Linked DNA regions of Triticum aestivum: region 2 is linked to region 1. A link is a contact called in public Hi-C data. All regions are on one chromosome and are shown on one strand. Each heading gives the region's core, a stretch centred on a gene start, on an enhancer-like site or on the middle of the called end of the contact. The rest is flanking DNA. Distances are from core to core; before and after follow the strand shown.

Region 1 (6,783 bases), core at 3,622-6,121:
AATAACATCACCGAGCTTTCTTTCTCACCAAAGTGCAAAAATGTCACCACTCTGTTGATGCAGAACAACCCAAATTTGAACAAGATGAGCTATGGATTTTTCAGAACTATGTCATCCTTGAAAGTTCTGGATCTTTCTCATACTGCAATAACATCACTTCCAGAATGTGATGCATTGGTTGCATTGGAGCATCTGAATTTGTCTCACACACACATTATGAGATTACCTGAGCGCCTATGGTTACTGAAAGAGTTGAGGCATTTGGATCTGAGTGTGACTGTTGCACTTGAAGATACCATGAACAACTGCTCAAAGTTGCACAAGTTGAAAGTGCTCAATCTCTTCCGCAGCCACTACGGTATCCGTGATGTTGACAACCTGAATCTGGATTCTCTGAAGGAACTACTGTTCCTTGGAATCACTATTTATGCAGAGGATGTGCTAAAGAAATTGAACATGCCTCGTCCTTTGGCAAAGTCAACACATCGCTTAAACTTGAAGTATTGTGCAGATATGCAATCAATCAAAATCTCTGACCTCAGCCACATGGAGCACCTTGAGGAGCTGTATGTTGAATCATGCTATGACCTGAACACAGTGGTTGCTGATGCTGAGCTTACAACTTCACAGTTGCAGTTCCTGACCCTGTCAGTTCTTCCCTCGTTGGAAAGTGTCCTTATTGCACCAATGTCCCATAATTTTCAGTACATCCGCAAATTGATCATTTCACACTGCCCCAAGTTGTCGAACATCACATGGGTCCGAAGGCTTCAGCTTCTTGAGAGGCTTGTCATATCTCATTGTGATGGGGTGCTCGAAATTGTTGAAGATGAGGAGCAGTATGGAGAACAAATGAAAATGCAGGATCATGCTTCAGATGAACAAGAAGATCATGCTATGGTAGAAACTTCACGGAATGACACAGGGCAGAGTGACTTTCCAAAGTTGAGATTGATCGTATTGACGGGACTTAAGAAGCTGAGAAGTATTTGTAAACCAAGAGAATTCCCATGCCTTGAGACCCTTCGGGTGGAGGATTGCCCAAATCTGAGAAGCATCCCGCTAAGCTGCACGCATAACTATGGGAAACTGAAGCAGATATGTGGTTCAGTTGAATGGTGGGAGAAACTGCAGTGGGAAAATAGGGAGGAGGTGGCATGTCTGGACAGCAAGTACTTCATTCCAATCTGACAGAAACCCAATTTCAATGGCTTTTGTATGGCATGCAGGTGGCTTAGTTTTGTCTTCAGTCTTCACACAAATAAGAGGTCTCCTCTTAAATTGTTTAAAATTTGTATATGTGACGGCGTAGCTTCTATACATTGTTAGAACTACATTCGTGTATATGGTATACTCTGCAATATGCTGATATTGCATTCATGTAATACGATTTGTTTATTTAAATCACAGTCAATAAGGGTCTGTGACCTTGTGTCTTATCACTTGTGCAATCTCTTCATAAACAAGTTTCAGGGTCATTATTAACCCAGTTACATAGGATCATTACCCTTCTCAAGATTTGAGCCAAACCTTAGACCTGGCATGAACATCAAGCATATGGCATGGGATGCACCACTTTGTTACAATATAGGGATTGACTGATTTGATGAGATCAGGCGAAATGTTTCGCTGGTTGGATTATATTTGAAGTAACAAATGGCTTCAACATTTCTAGTTTACAGAGGTACCTTTTGTAGATTCTTTTTCTCGATAATTTATTTTGTACTTTGCCTATGAGCCCTTCATTGCCCACAGCATTCAGAATCTAAGATGGCATTTTAAGTGCATCCGAAACTGAAAGGGAAAGGCATTTGGATTGGAAAATGATCTTAGTTCCAGTTGCGGGGTAGGCACTACAATGGGCCTCCTATTTCTTATTTGGTAGGGAATTCTCCCTGCCTCTTGTTAGAACAAGGTATTGCCGTTGTCCCAAATTCTGTTCCTTCTCTTCTTTAATGTCAGACGGATTATACATTTTTACCTAGTATAGTCAAACAATGTACTATTTCAAAAAGGAAATTCAAAAGAACATTTGTGAGAAGCAGCCAGCGTTTTTCTTTAGCAGTAATATCTTGGTTAACTCCATCGATATGTTGTATGTTTTATCTCCTGTTACTGGAATTGTCATCAGGAAATCAGCATCTGTTCTCAGTAGCTTTCTCATTGTTGGTCATACTTTGCAGGCATTGTTCATCCTTCTGCCAGCAGCAAAGGAGAAGGAAGGATTACAGGTTTGCCAAGTGCCACATTTCAAAAATTCAATTCGACAAGGTAGAACTACGTTCACTCTCAATCCCTCGTGCTAGCAACTTGCTGACCTGTACAAGCATAGCAGCTAGTATGTTTAATGCATGCTTCCCGTGTAAACTGCAGTCCACCATAGTCCACCATAGTCTTGCAGAAGATCACATACTCACTGACAGATATAAATACGTTTTCCTGTAAATATTATGAATGGTGAAAATATTTGAATGCATGCCAATTTTACAAGCTTGATTGACAAAGCAACCGCTTCCTTCGTTATTTTCCCCATCTTCTATTGTACATAGTAAGTAGGAGTATTACCTAGCCTCTATGCATCTGTTTTCTGTGGTGTAGGATGACAATGTGATTATATATTTCAAAAATACCGCAACAAAAGTGGAATAGTTAGTTAACATCTATATAAGCTGCTATAGATGTTCAACTAAGGCTGAATGTTGCTCATAAGTCCTTTGCTTTAACTGTGCACTGTTTTAATCCCTTGACAAACATCACATATAGTGTAGCCAAGGCCTTCACAGTATGGGCACTTTGTGTCTTCGCCAACCCACTCCAAGAACTGCATTTTTTAAAAGTTAACGATTATATGCATGTTAGAGAAGAAAAAAACAAGGTTCAATTAATAACATGGTGCGCTTCTGCAACCAGAACTCCAGCGTACCTGTGGTTCAATGTTGGGCTCACCTGTTCCATCACATTCTGCAGGAATGAAGAAGGATCACATCAATAGTCACAACATCGCAGAAGATTAACAGTAATAGCACATAACTCAAGCCAATGGCAGTGGCTTATGGTACACCGGAGGCTGGGATTTCCTAGATACCAGTGTAGAGGATAAGCAGCAGTGACTTCAGTTACCTAGGCACAGGAGGCGGCCTTCGCCTCGGCAGGTGATGCACTGCTTTGTCGACGCGGCAGTAGAACCGCTGATCGGCTTATCCTTCTTGGTTAGCCTGGATGGATCTTCCCACCGGTTCTCGCCGAGAAGGTACACTCTGTGTTTGTTGTAGTCAATTTTTTCCACCACAGGTTGCTGAACCTCTGCGGTTTCTGTTATAGGAGGAACAAGTGCTCCGTTTACGCCTTCCTGCAAGTAAAACAGAAGTATAATCTCAGATTTGTGCATCAGGATGTCACTGCGACGCCATGGCCACATCACTGAAATACTGACTGTGGCTTGGAGTTGGAGTTTCTAAGCTTGCCTTTTTGAGATCGTCCTCGGTCCGTCCTGTGAATAGCATCTCGAGTAGCTCCGATGTCATCAGCCCATCCTCTGTAGTACCTATCGATGCCTGCAAACAGGAAGCGCAATGTAGTTATACGTAAGTACATGTTTATACTGGTTTAGCAGTTAGCACAGCCGTATCGGCGAATGTATGATGCGGCGGGCATTATACTGACCTGCCATGTCTTGACGGCTCGTTCGGTGCCGGTTGAGAAGCTGGAGAACTCCGTGTCCTCTTCGCCCGAGTAGAAACCGAGCTTTTCCAAGGCTTCCTGCATGATGTACGGTACGATTGGATTTATACACCAGTCATTGTAACAGCTATATCTTTGGAGTTTGGAGTGCACTGACATGCTAACGGCTTAACTAGAAAGTTCAGGCCCACAAAATACAAATCGCCACTGATTCGCGCCGTAAGTGCATTAATTAATTCATGGCCACGTTCTTGACAGTGTAGTGTAGAGCAACAGCAGATTGCAGAACTTGCAGTGAGTATATCTAGCTTTTTTTTTTTTTTTTTTTTGAACACCATGAGTATATCTAGCTAGAAAGAAACAGAGCATCTCTGTAGTGTCTCGAACCGCTGTCATGTTCGGCCCAAGCCCAACAACAGGTCATGCATGGCGAATCCTAGCCAAAACGAGAGGTGCGCGACCGCGGCTACGCTCACCTGCATCGCCCGCACTTCCTCTCCTTCGCTCCCTACCCTCAGCGCCCGCTTCTTGCCGCTGCCGGCCCCAGCCTTCGGTTTCGGCTTCGCCTTGGCCTTCTCCTCGACCACCACCACCTCCTTCCTCACCTCGACCTCCTCCACCGGCTCCGGCACGGGCGGCGGAGGTGGCGCCACGCGTGCCGCAGGCGCGGGCGGAGGCGGAGGCGGAGCAACGCGCGCAACCGGTGCGGGGGGAGGCGGAGGCGGAGCGACGCGCGCAGCCGCCGGTGCGGGAGGAGGCACGGGCGCGGCAGCAGGCTCGAGCGCGCGGAGGCGCAGACGGAGCGCCGTGATCTCGGAGAGGAGGGCCTCGCGCTCGGCACGCCAGCGCGACTCCTCGCGGAGCCACCGCTGCTCCTCCCGCAGCCAGCGCTGCTCCTCGCGGAGCCACCGCGTTTCCTCGCGCTCCTCCCACGAGGAGGAGGAGGAGGAGGCGGCCGACCGGACGAGGTGGAGGACGGCGCGGCGCGGGCAGGGCCTGAGGCGCGGGCGGTGGAAGGAGGACACGGACGGGAAGGCGGCGGTGGTGATGATCATGGCGTGGAGCTCGGCGAGGAGATTGGCAGTGGCCTCTGGCCAGTGGCCAGTGGATATCTCTCGGCTTCAGCCGTTGATATTTCGGACGGGGCGGTACGGTTGGCGCCGGCGGCCCGATTTGTGAGCATTTGCCCAATGGCCTGTAATAAGAAGACTGGGCCTACACGGTAGCTGAAGCAGGCCCATGAGCCGGAGGCTATGAGCAAAGCACCCCTTTTTCTTGTTTGCCTCAAAAAATAAAACTTGTTTTTCTTTTTTTAGAACACTTGTTTTTCTTCTTCTTTCTGTTTACTCTTTGGCTAGCAAAGGCCCATGTCATGCAACCAGTGGCGGAGCGTAGTGGGGACAATTTCGGCCCTCCCCCCATAAGTGGAAATTTTGCCAAATATGCTTATTTTTCTGCTAATCACTCTACTAATCCTACGCTCCGCCACTGCTTGCAATAGATATAAAATAGATTAATACATATTTCACAAACTTGAAAATGCACCATTTACTAGTAATGTGTCCGTACGTTGCAACGGATCCAAAGCAGAATAGTATTTGTTCACAAACAAAGGGTTTTCTGCAAATTGGAGCAGAGAAGTGGGTTATTGTTAAAAAATGCCACAACTTACCTCATAACCGTTAGATGCAGATCTAATGGTCAGAAATGACGGATGCCAGACGCACTATCATCGCCAACTAAATTATTTATAGAAGTAGAGATAGTATTTATCTTTAAAATATGATAGCTTTGACCCAATAGACGAATGGCTGTGGTCTTTATGCAAAAATATCGTAGCCTGTTACCTCACTTGCATATGCAGACCAGACGATCAAAAATATCGGATGATAGACACGCTATCATCACTAGTTGAGTTTCGAGTAGAGATGTGTTAGCTACACACTCTGTCTACATTTACGTATCTTGTTTCTCTTTCTCTCCCTCAGTCCCTCTACATCTGTCCATTTTCTTTCACTTATCTTCTCCCCCAACCGGGTCCGGGTATCCCCATTTCCATTACTTGCTCAAAGGAAATAACAGTATTTTCAATTAGTTACAATCACACCAACACACCAGCAGCGAAGGAGAAGAAAGGAAAGAGAGAGCGAGTTGGAGCATTATACCGAAAAAGGCTTTCGCCCCGCTTTATAAATAAAGCAAACCGCTAGAGAGCACACATACAGAGTCAAGTCCACACACACGCACATATCCAGGTCTCACAAACAAGTACATAGGTTCTGCTGAGGGCACAGCTCAACAAGCCCAGAAAAGAAAAAACAAACAGAACACGCCGGACGAAGAAATCGCCTAGTCTGGCTCCGGTGGTGGCGGCGGGGGCGGCGACGACAGGCGGACGGCCATCGATCGGAGGTCGACAATGAAGGCGGAGATGGCGTCGCGGCCCCGGGGGTGGCTAAGCGGCCGCCAAAGCTGCAAGAAATCCGAGAGTTTGAAAAAAGCGTCAGTAGACCGGCGAAGAGGCGTGTGCTGAATCACTAGCTTATTGCGGACAGTCCAGAGGGTCCAGGCGAGGACCCCAATCTTAAGCCACCTAATATGGCGAGAGGTCGCGGGGGACATCTGGAGTTCGGCAAATAAGTCCGGAAAGTCGGTGTGACACCAATCTCCACCAACCGCCTCGCGAAAACAGCTCCAGAGGAACTGGGTGGAGACGCACGAGAAGAAAATGTGGTTCAAGTCTTCGGGAACCCCACAGAGCGGGCAAATGCCAGTACCCGGGCCATTTCGCTTACGCACCTCAACCCCTGACGGGATCCGACCGTGAATCCATTGCCACATGAAGATACGGATCTTCAGTGGCAGGCGGATGGACCATATCATCGATAGGGGGAGGGGGCGGCGGATGGGGCGATGGCCGTGTACAGCGACTTGGTGGAGAATTGACCCGAAGGCTCAAGCCGCCGTCGCACCAGGTCAGGGCCGCCATCCACCAACGGTTCGTGGAGAGCAACACAGTCAACACAGCCATCGCACCAGTTGGAGCATTATAAGAAACCCATCACAAATGGTCGGTCGTGTGCCTCTCACGGAAGACAGGAC
Region 2 (7,295 bases), core at 3,412-5,911, 440 kb after region 1:
TCTTTGGGTGTCCACCGCCCGCGACGATACCCGTCGGGCGCTACGGTTCTAGCTGTATTAGTGATGCTATATGTATGATAGTATTCGAGGAGTATTAGTGATAATATTCGATGATGAATGGACACAAGAGATGATGTACTTTTGCTTATAATTGAATGCATGCTAATTTGAATACTACTTTATTTTATGATTTGGTTTTGCTTATTTTATGATTTGGTTTTGCTTATTGAATGCTCATATTGGAAAAGTTCTCCTTCATTCCCGTGTGCTAGACAATTTGATGTAATAATGCACTCGGAAATGAAAGGAGGAGCTACGTACCATCATCGACGGTCAACCCATGATTAATAATAATGATCTAATTTAGGTTTTTTAGTACATATATTTAATTGTACAAGTTTAATATTTGAATTATGAACATAGGCCGGAAATGTCGTACTCGGACGACGAAAACCGCCCGGGGGAGTGCGACTGGTGCCACGACGACCGAGGTATGTGCGACAGGTTCATTGAGCTGGACGAAGATCGTCGCTTCAGCATTAAGCTCGAGGAGACCTTCGATGTTCATACGGTACACAATGACAACAATAGTTTTTTCGTAATTAAGCACGACTTCCACTATTTTAACGTGTATTTTCATCTTTTCCAATTCGACTAGCTTATCTCATGCTATGCAAGACGCTATGTCTTGAAGAGGATGGGTTTTGAAGACCATGAAAGTATGGAAACCAAAAAAATTCTCCTAAGGACCCATCATGGTGTAGATTTTAAAGTAAAGTTGTACAATGTTGAGAGTGTAACCCATTTTGGTTGCAAAAATTGAGAAGCACTTTGCAAGATGTATGGTTTTGATGAGGGTATGCTTGTCACCATGTATCTTGGTGATCCTATAATCGAGCAAGACAATATAGAGATTTGGGTCCTTGTGGATACACCTCCAATTCTTCCCCCATGTGAGCTTAACATAGTTATTAAGTAATTTATATTGTTTATTTCAAAATAGTTGACAGCTTATTTCCATTGACAGCTTATTTTCATTCTTCAAAGAATGTGCGGAAGATGGTAGACAAAACCCACTACACCGATGGCTCCGAATTAACTTATAAGGAGAAAAATCATCTGATCGCATTTTGTACTGATCTTGAGAATTACAATGTCTACAATCGAACTCCTCAACATTATGGTCAATACATGCCACTAGTGCATGTGTTGAACTACGATAACTACCATGGAGATACCCTGGTAAGATTTTTTACTATTACAACATTCGTGCATCTTTTTGCATACTTCTAAAACTAGTACATCATTGCTAACTACGAAGTTATTACTATGTTTTTCAACAGATAATCCCGAATGATTGTGTGCCTCATCTGATGTATACGTACGGTAGCCTTCATGTTTTGAACATACAACTAGGTCGTCCTACGAATCTCAATTGTCCATACCGGGTTTCTAAAAGAAGTGGAGACATGACAATCAAAGAATGGAAAAAAGTATGGACAGTCGTAAGGAGCTTCTTGGAAGCAAAAGGAAGCGGAGCGCAAGAATTGGAGACAGGATGATCTCCATTCTTCATAATGGAGAGTCGAGGTCTATATTGTTTTATGCTATTTTACCTTAAGGGTGTTTAGGTCCTACCTGATACTGATGATCATGTGCTAAGAACAATTATGTAGGGTTGGGTTCGATGACTATGAGGATGATGATCGTATGACTTATTATTAATAACGAGTAGAAGTTGTATGATGATGCATGATTAGTAGGACTTGTTATTATATATGATGATGTATGATGCGAGCATGCATGAGTTATTATATATCAGCGGGTGAAATGAACATAGCAGTAGCGTTGGTAAACCAAGGACGAAGATATAAGAGAGGACATTTCTCTCTATTAGCTAGCTAATAACAACCTAAAAATAACCCCCAAAACCCCTAAACCAGCCACTTTTTTTTTAAAAAAGAAAAACCTCAGCTCCAGCCAGCTGCTGACGCGTGGAAGCTTTTTGGTCCCGGTTTATGTCACCAACCGGGACCAAAGGCCCCCCTGCCTGGGCTGCCCGCAGCGGCCACGTGGATGCCCATCTGTCACGGTTCATGTAAGAACCGGGACTAAAGGGGTGAGGTATTAGTAATGACCTATTAGTCCCGGTTCAAGAACCGGAACTAAATGCACTTAGGAACCGGACAAATGCCCTGTTTTCTACTAGTGCACAACGCAATGTTCGGTAGCCAAGGTTCCCCCATGATCCCTAATTTGTGCACATGTATGCTTTTTTTGTTATTATGTTGTTAACCTCTCAGATTTTAGGAAAAAAATAGATGCATTAGTGTAACTTCAGTAGTTTGAGTCATTTGGCCCCTCTAATCTTTGATTCCTGCCTTCGCCACCGGCTATGTTGCGAGGTGAAGCATGTTGAAACAACCAACATTGAAGAAGCAGAGAGTTTGTTTGGACTTCTGATTCATTTAACTCAAAATAAACATCAGGGATTTGGATGTATTTTTAGTTATGTAAGGAGGTTTTTATAAGGATATACTATGACATACCTGGTTTACAACTTTTGACCTTTTTGCAACAAGAAAAAAAAACGTCTACACACTTGACATGGTGAGAAACATGAACATTTGAGAAAATGTGCTGTGTTCGTTGAGGGAAGGTAGTACAAAATAATCATCAGTATTTACAATATCAAACCAATACCATTACACCGTTGTGTGTAGCCTGTATCAATTGTTAGAGGAGTTTAATGGTGCACGTCTAAAGGTCAATGCCCTAGGGCCTTGAGTGTTGCTTGGAGTCAAGTCTTTGTGTTCACACCTGCATGTGTAGAAGTCAAGAGGCCAACGTGCAGTCGATTGGTTTGTACCACGATGCAATGTTGAGTAGCCAAGGCAGCCCCATGATCCCAAATTTGTGCACATATATGCTTATTTTATTATTATGCTGTTAACCTCTCGGATTTTAGGAAAAAAAATACATGCATTAGTGTAAATTCAGAAGTTTGAGTCATTTGGCCCCTCTAATCTTTTATTCTTGGCTTCGCCACCGGTGATGTTGCGAGGTGAAGCGTGTTGAAACAACAACAGTGAGGAAGCAGAGTGTTTGTTTAGATTTCTGATGCATTTAATTCAAAATAAATCTCAGATGTTTGGATGTATTTTCTATTTATGTAAGTAGGTTTTTATAAGAATACTATGTATTCCCACTATAAAGAAATGTAAAAGCATTTAGATCACTAAAATACTTAGTTTACAACATTTGACCTTTTCGCAACAAGGAAAAACCCGTCTACACACTAGTGCACATTACCCAAGTCAAGAAGTTAATCTTTTATGATTTATTTTTTCGAGAAAACTTTCAATCTATTCATCAACTGTTAAGGTAGTACAAAGAATATACATTCATGTCTATAGACCACCTAGCGACGACTACAAGTACTGAAGCAAGCCGAAGGCGCGTCGCCGTCATCGCCTCTCCCTCGTCCAAGTCGGACAAACATTGTTTTAGTAGACAGCTGTCGTCGTGCTAAGACCCCATAGGACCAGTGCATCAGGACATCAGCCGTCGTCGATAGAAAGAAGCGTAGATCGAAAGGATCCATCCTACAGACACACATATGTAAACGAACAAAGAACGGATCCAGTAAAATCCACCGACCGGATCGGCTACAATGCATCTAGTCTCTCCAGTTTTTGCGGCTTGCTTTCATTTTTAAGCCATGCCCTTTGACCCCTTGCCCACCTTGCACTTCGAATGTGCACCCACGACCACGAACCACTGGCTGGCTTCGTGTTCCCTGGCCATGCACATGGCCACACATGGTAATATTTGGTCCGACAGGGTCGGACAAGTGTTGCCCGTCCTCAGATTCTGTTCTCGCCTCTGCTGTTGTAGTAGTACATGATGTACATCTACGGAACTTGTTCCCAGAGAAAACAGAACTAGCGACAACTTGTCGAGTCCATACCATGAGTCACGTGACGTCACCTCACATCGATCGAGGTGGCAAACCCATCCCCTGTCGATAAGATAATGAACCGATTCCGGTGGTTGGTGGCTCGGCGCGCGCGGCCACGTCTTCCCTGCCGCAAACTCACCATGGCGAGACGCCACGCCGCGCGCCGACCCCACGTGACTGCCACATTTCGCCGCCGGGCCGCGCACATATTCTCCGGCTACATCCGGGCCGCAGCAACCCGACCAGATCGGATCAGCGCATGCCGTGCTTACCTACCCTGTGAGGCCAGCCACGACCCTGTCGTCTGCCGAAGTTGCTTTCGACGGCTTGTTTCTTCCCCCGGACGACGCATCGGAGGACGCACGAGCAAGAGCAAGCTGAGATGGATCCATCGAGGACCCGGCGCTTTGGTAGAGCTGATTCGACGGGCATCGTCTAGTCCGCCAAGGAGCCAGCGCCATTTTCTGGTACGGCATGATTAGCTTTCATCCATTATCACCCTTCAGTCACACGTCGCTCTCACGCGCACCATGTGGATCTCAGTTACCCCAGCCAACAAGCAAAGCTTGGCCTGGCCTTGTGGCTTGTGGGCGGTGTGAGCCGGCCGGCGCGGTAAATATCGGCGGTGCCGTACGTACTGCATGTATCGGCAGCGGCGCGAGGCAGATGGGCGCGACTCCGTAGGCAGGACCAGACATACAATGCTGATATCGGTAGTGACAGGTGACAGCGACATGGCGTACTTCGCCGTTTGCCTTTAAATAAGCCTTGGTCGAAGCGGGGCTAGACCAGAACCAGACTCCAGAGCCCTCATAGAAACGGAGAGGCGTCGCCTTTCTAGCTAAGCTTAGCTACCTCGAGGAAATGGCCGCGGCGGCGGCAATGGTCATGCTGGCGGCTCTGGCGCTCCTCGCGCCGTCGGCGCGGGGGCTCGACCGCGCCGAGTTCCCGCCCGGGTTCCTCTTCGGCGCCGCCACGTCTTCTTACCAGGTTAGCGAGTGGTGGAGCTTGGCCGGCTTCACCCTCGTCGTACTTCTTCTCTCTACCATTCGTTCCCAAGGCCCAGTTGAAAGAGAGCAGCTAATTTAATTACCACAACGCATGAACTATGATCTCTGGTTCCAGATCGAGGGCGCGTACCTGGAGGACGGCAAGGGCCTCAGCAACTGGGATGTCTTCACCCACACGCAGTGTAAAGCGACCATTCCCAAAACCCAATGGTTTTCTTCTTGGTTGTCTTTCTGTGATCCATGTTGCCTTTGTATGATCCATGATGCTTAGCTTATGATAAGGTTGAAGTTAAAGACTTGTTAGCTTCCTGCTCCGCTGAGACATAGAGATAGTGATAGTTCATGAGGCCGTACATAGCAATTCGGCGGTTAATTTACCATGTATGTTAGTACTAATCATGCGGCTTGATTAATTTACTGCTGGCAAATTATCAGCAAGACGGAGACATAAGCCAGCCATGTCCTAGTACTGCTAGACTCCAAAAGTGTTAACCTTGAATGATTCAGGTTTGAGTAGTGAGATCCCTAGGCCGGACATCGGAAAGATACGGAGGCCAGCACCCATTTCACTGTCACCGATGCAGGTGTGGCAAACACAACGCCTTTTCCTCGAGTTTATATTACTTAGAAAGAAACGGCGTCGCCCTGGAGTATTTCCTTTATCTTCCAAGTGGGATTTGAATATTTTACTTATCCAGTAGGCGTGGATTCTTATGAGACAGCGATGCCACACCTGCAGCAACACTGTGCGGATAATAATGCGAGTTTTTTTTTAAAAAAAAGGAGGATTCTACGTCAAGCGATGCACACAACCAAAAAAATAATACGAGTGGCCACAAATTTTTTGCGCTTTTATCCGTGTTCTATATGGCAATTGCTGTCGTGCCGATCAACTAACACCACAACAATTGTCCTGCATATGTATATTCTGAAAGAAGATCAGCTAGCGCATGTGATCCTCTATTTTAAAAGCTTCTTTGCTCTCAAAATGTTTTTGTTTGCTACAGCTAGGGAAATCAATGATGGACGGAACGGCGACGTGGCGGACGACCACTACCACCGTTACATGGTATAGAGTTGATTAGCCCAACATACAATCACAAGTAGTACTTGTCATGTGACTATGGGAGGCGTGATTACGCATCCCTTAATTTACTGTGCTTGCCCATGTAACCCTTGACTCTACCTTGTTGTTGAGCAGGAAGACGTGGAGATCATGCATGATCTGGGTGTCAACTCCTACAGGTTCTCGATCTCATGGGCGAGAGTCCTACCAAGTATGCATGCATGCCAACACGAATCAATACACAAAATTAGCATTAACAAATTTTTGTTTATAGCTAAATTAACTGTCGTTGAATCATGGTCCTCGTAGGAGGCCGGCTTGGAGGCGTTAACACGGCTGCAATAGCTTTCTACGACCGCCTGATCGCCGCGCTCCTTCAGAAAGGTACGTAGTCTCACACGCCACGCCACACATCTGATCGAACAGGCAGATTCAACTCTAGCTAATCTTCAACGAAGAGCAATCCTAAAACGCACGCGGTAATTAAATGCAAAAAATGTCAAGCAGGGATAGAGCCGTTCGTGACGCTGCATCACTTCGATCTGCCGCACGAGCTGGAGACCCGGCACGGCGGTTGGCTGGGCGCCGGAATCAGGTACGTGCATGCATGCGACTCCTACTGGTTGCGCATGCTCTGAGTAGGAGTATTAGCCACGTTCCCGGTCTTTCCGTGGTCTTTCCGTCTACTGCGTTCTGGCGCACATGCATGCTCTAATTAACTTTTCTTCCTTCACAGGGAGGAGTTTGATTACTACGCGGACGTGTGCTTCAAGGCGTTCGGCGATCGGGTCAAGTTCTGGACCACGCTCAACGAGCCCAACCTCTTCACCAAGTTCGCCTACATGCTGGGCATGTACCCGCCCAAGCACTGCTCCCCGCCGTACGGGAACTGCAACAGCGGCAACTCTCACCGGGAGCCCTACCTCGCCGCCCATAACATGATCCTGTCCCACGCCGCCGCCGTCGACAACTACAAGAGGAACTACCAGGTGAACCCAACAGACTCTGCTTTGTCGCTAACGTACGCTGAGAAGCTTCCTTCCTTGGAACTTTTTTTTTTAAAAGAGGGACATCCCTCGGCCTTTGCATCGAGTGATGCACACAGCCGTTTGTTTATCATATCAAAGTTCATCATCCGACCATAACAAAGTTCAACAATAAATTGTCGCACATGACTGCCCAAAGGGTAAATTAAAAAGTAAAAAATCCTAGGAAAATGAGCCTCATGCATCACAAATCCTTCTAGCAGGCCGCCAAC

Evidence for each region. Hi-C and Micro-C count contacts between places; a contact is called where the count stands out from the background.
Region 2: a Hi-C map of leaf shows a contact between it and region 1, with 4 times the contacts expected there. The contact joins the promoter of LOC123046130 here to the promoter of LOC123046128 in region 1. A contact is called at or near these places in 5 of 5 Hi-C or Micro-C datasets (leaf, root and an unstated tissue) and 1 of 1 datasets of contacts at active chromatin or transcription factors (leaf).

What each region holds. Positions count from the first base shown.
Region 1 is chr2B:577,497,357-577,504,139 of IWGSC CS RefSeq v2.1, forward strand. LOC123046128 (protein disulfide isomerase pTAC5, chloroplastic) reads right to left here and starts at 4,872. Exons shown (of 7, transcript XR_006421962.1): 1 at 4,158-4,872; 2 at 3,664-3,759; 3 at 3,465-3,554; 4 at 3,121-3,349; 5 at 2,924-2,961; 6 at 2,319-2,821; 7 at 1,928-2,198. It overlaps LOC123046127 (disease resistance protein RPS2), which reads left to right. Exons shown (of 6, transcript XM_044469413.1): 6 at 1-1,439. The coding sequence ends at 1,191.
Region 2 is chr2B:577,939,896-577,947,190 of IWGSC CS RefSeq v2.1, forward strand. LOC123046130 (beta-glucosidase 16) reads left to right here and starts at 4,662. Exons shown (of 12, transcript XM_044469416.1): 1 at 4,662-4,951; 2 at 5,087-5,153; 3 at 5,979-6,040; 4 at 6,173-6,248; 5 at 6,347-6,421; 6 at 6,545-6,632; 7 at 6,774-7,026. The coding sequence starts at 4,826.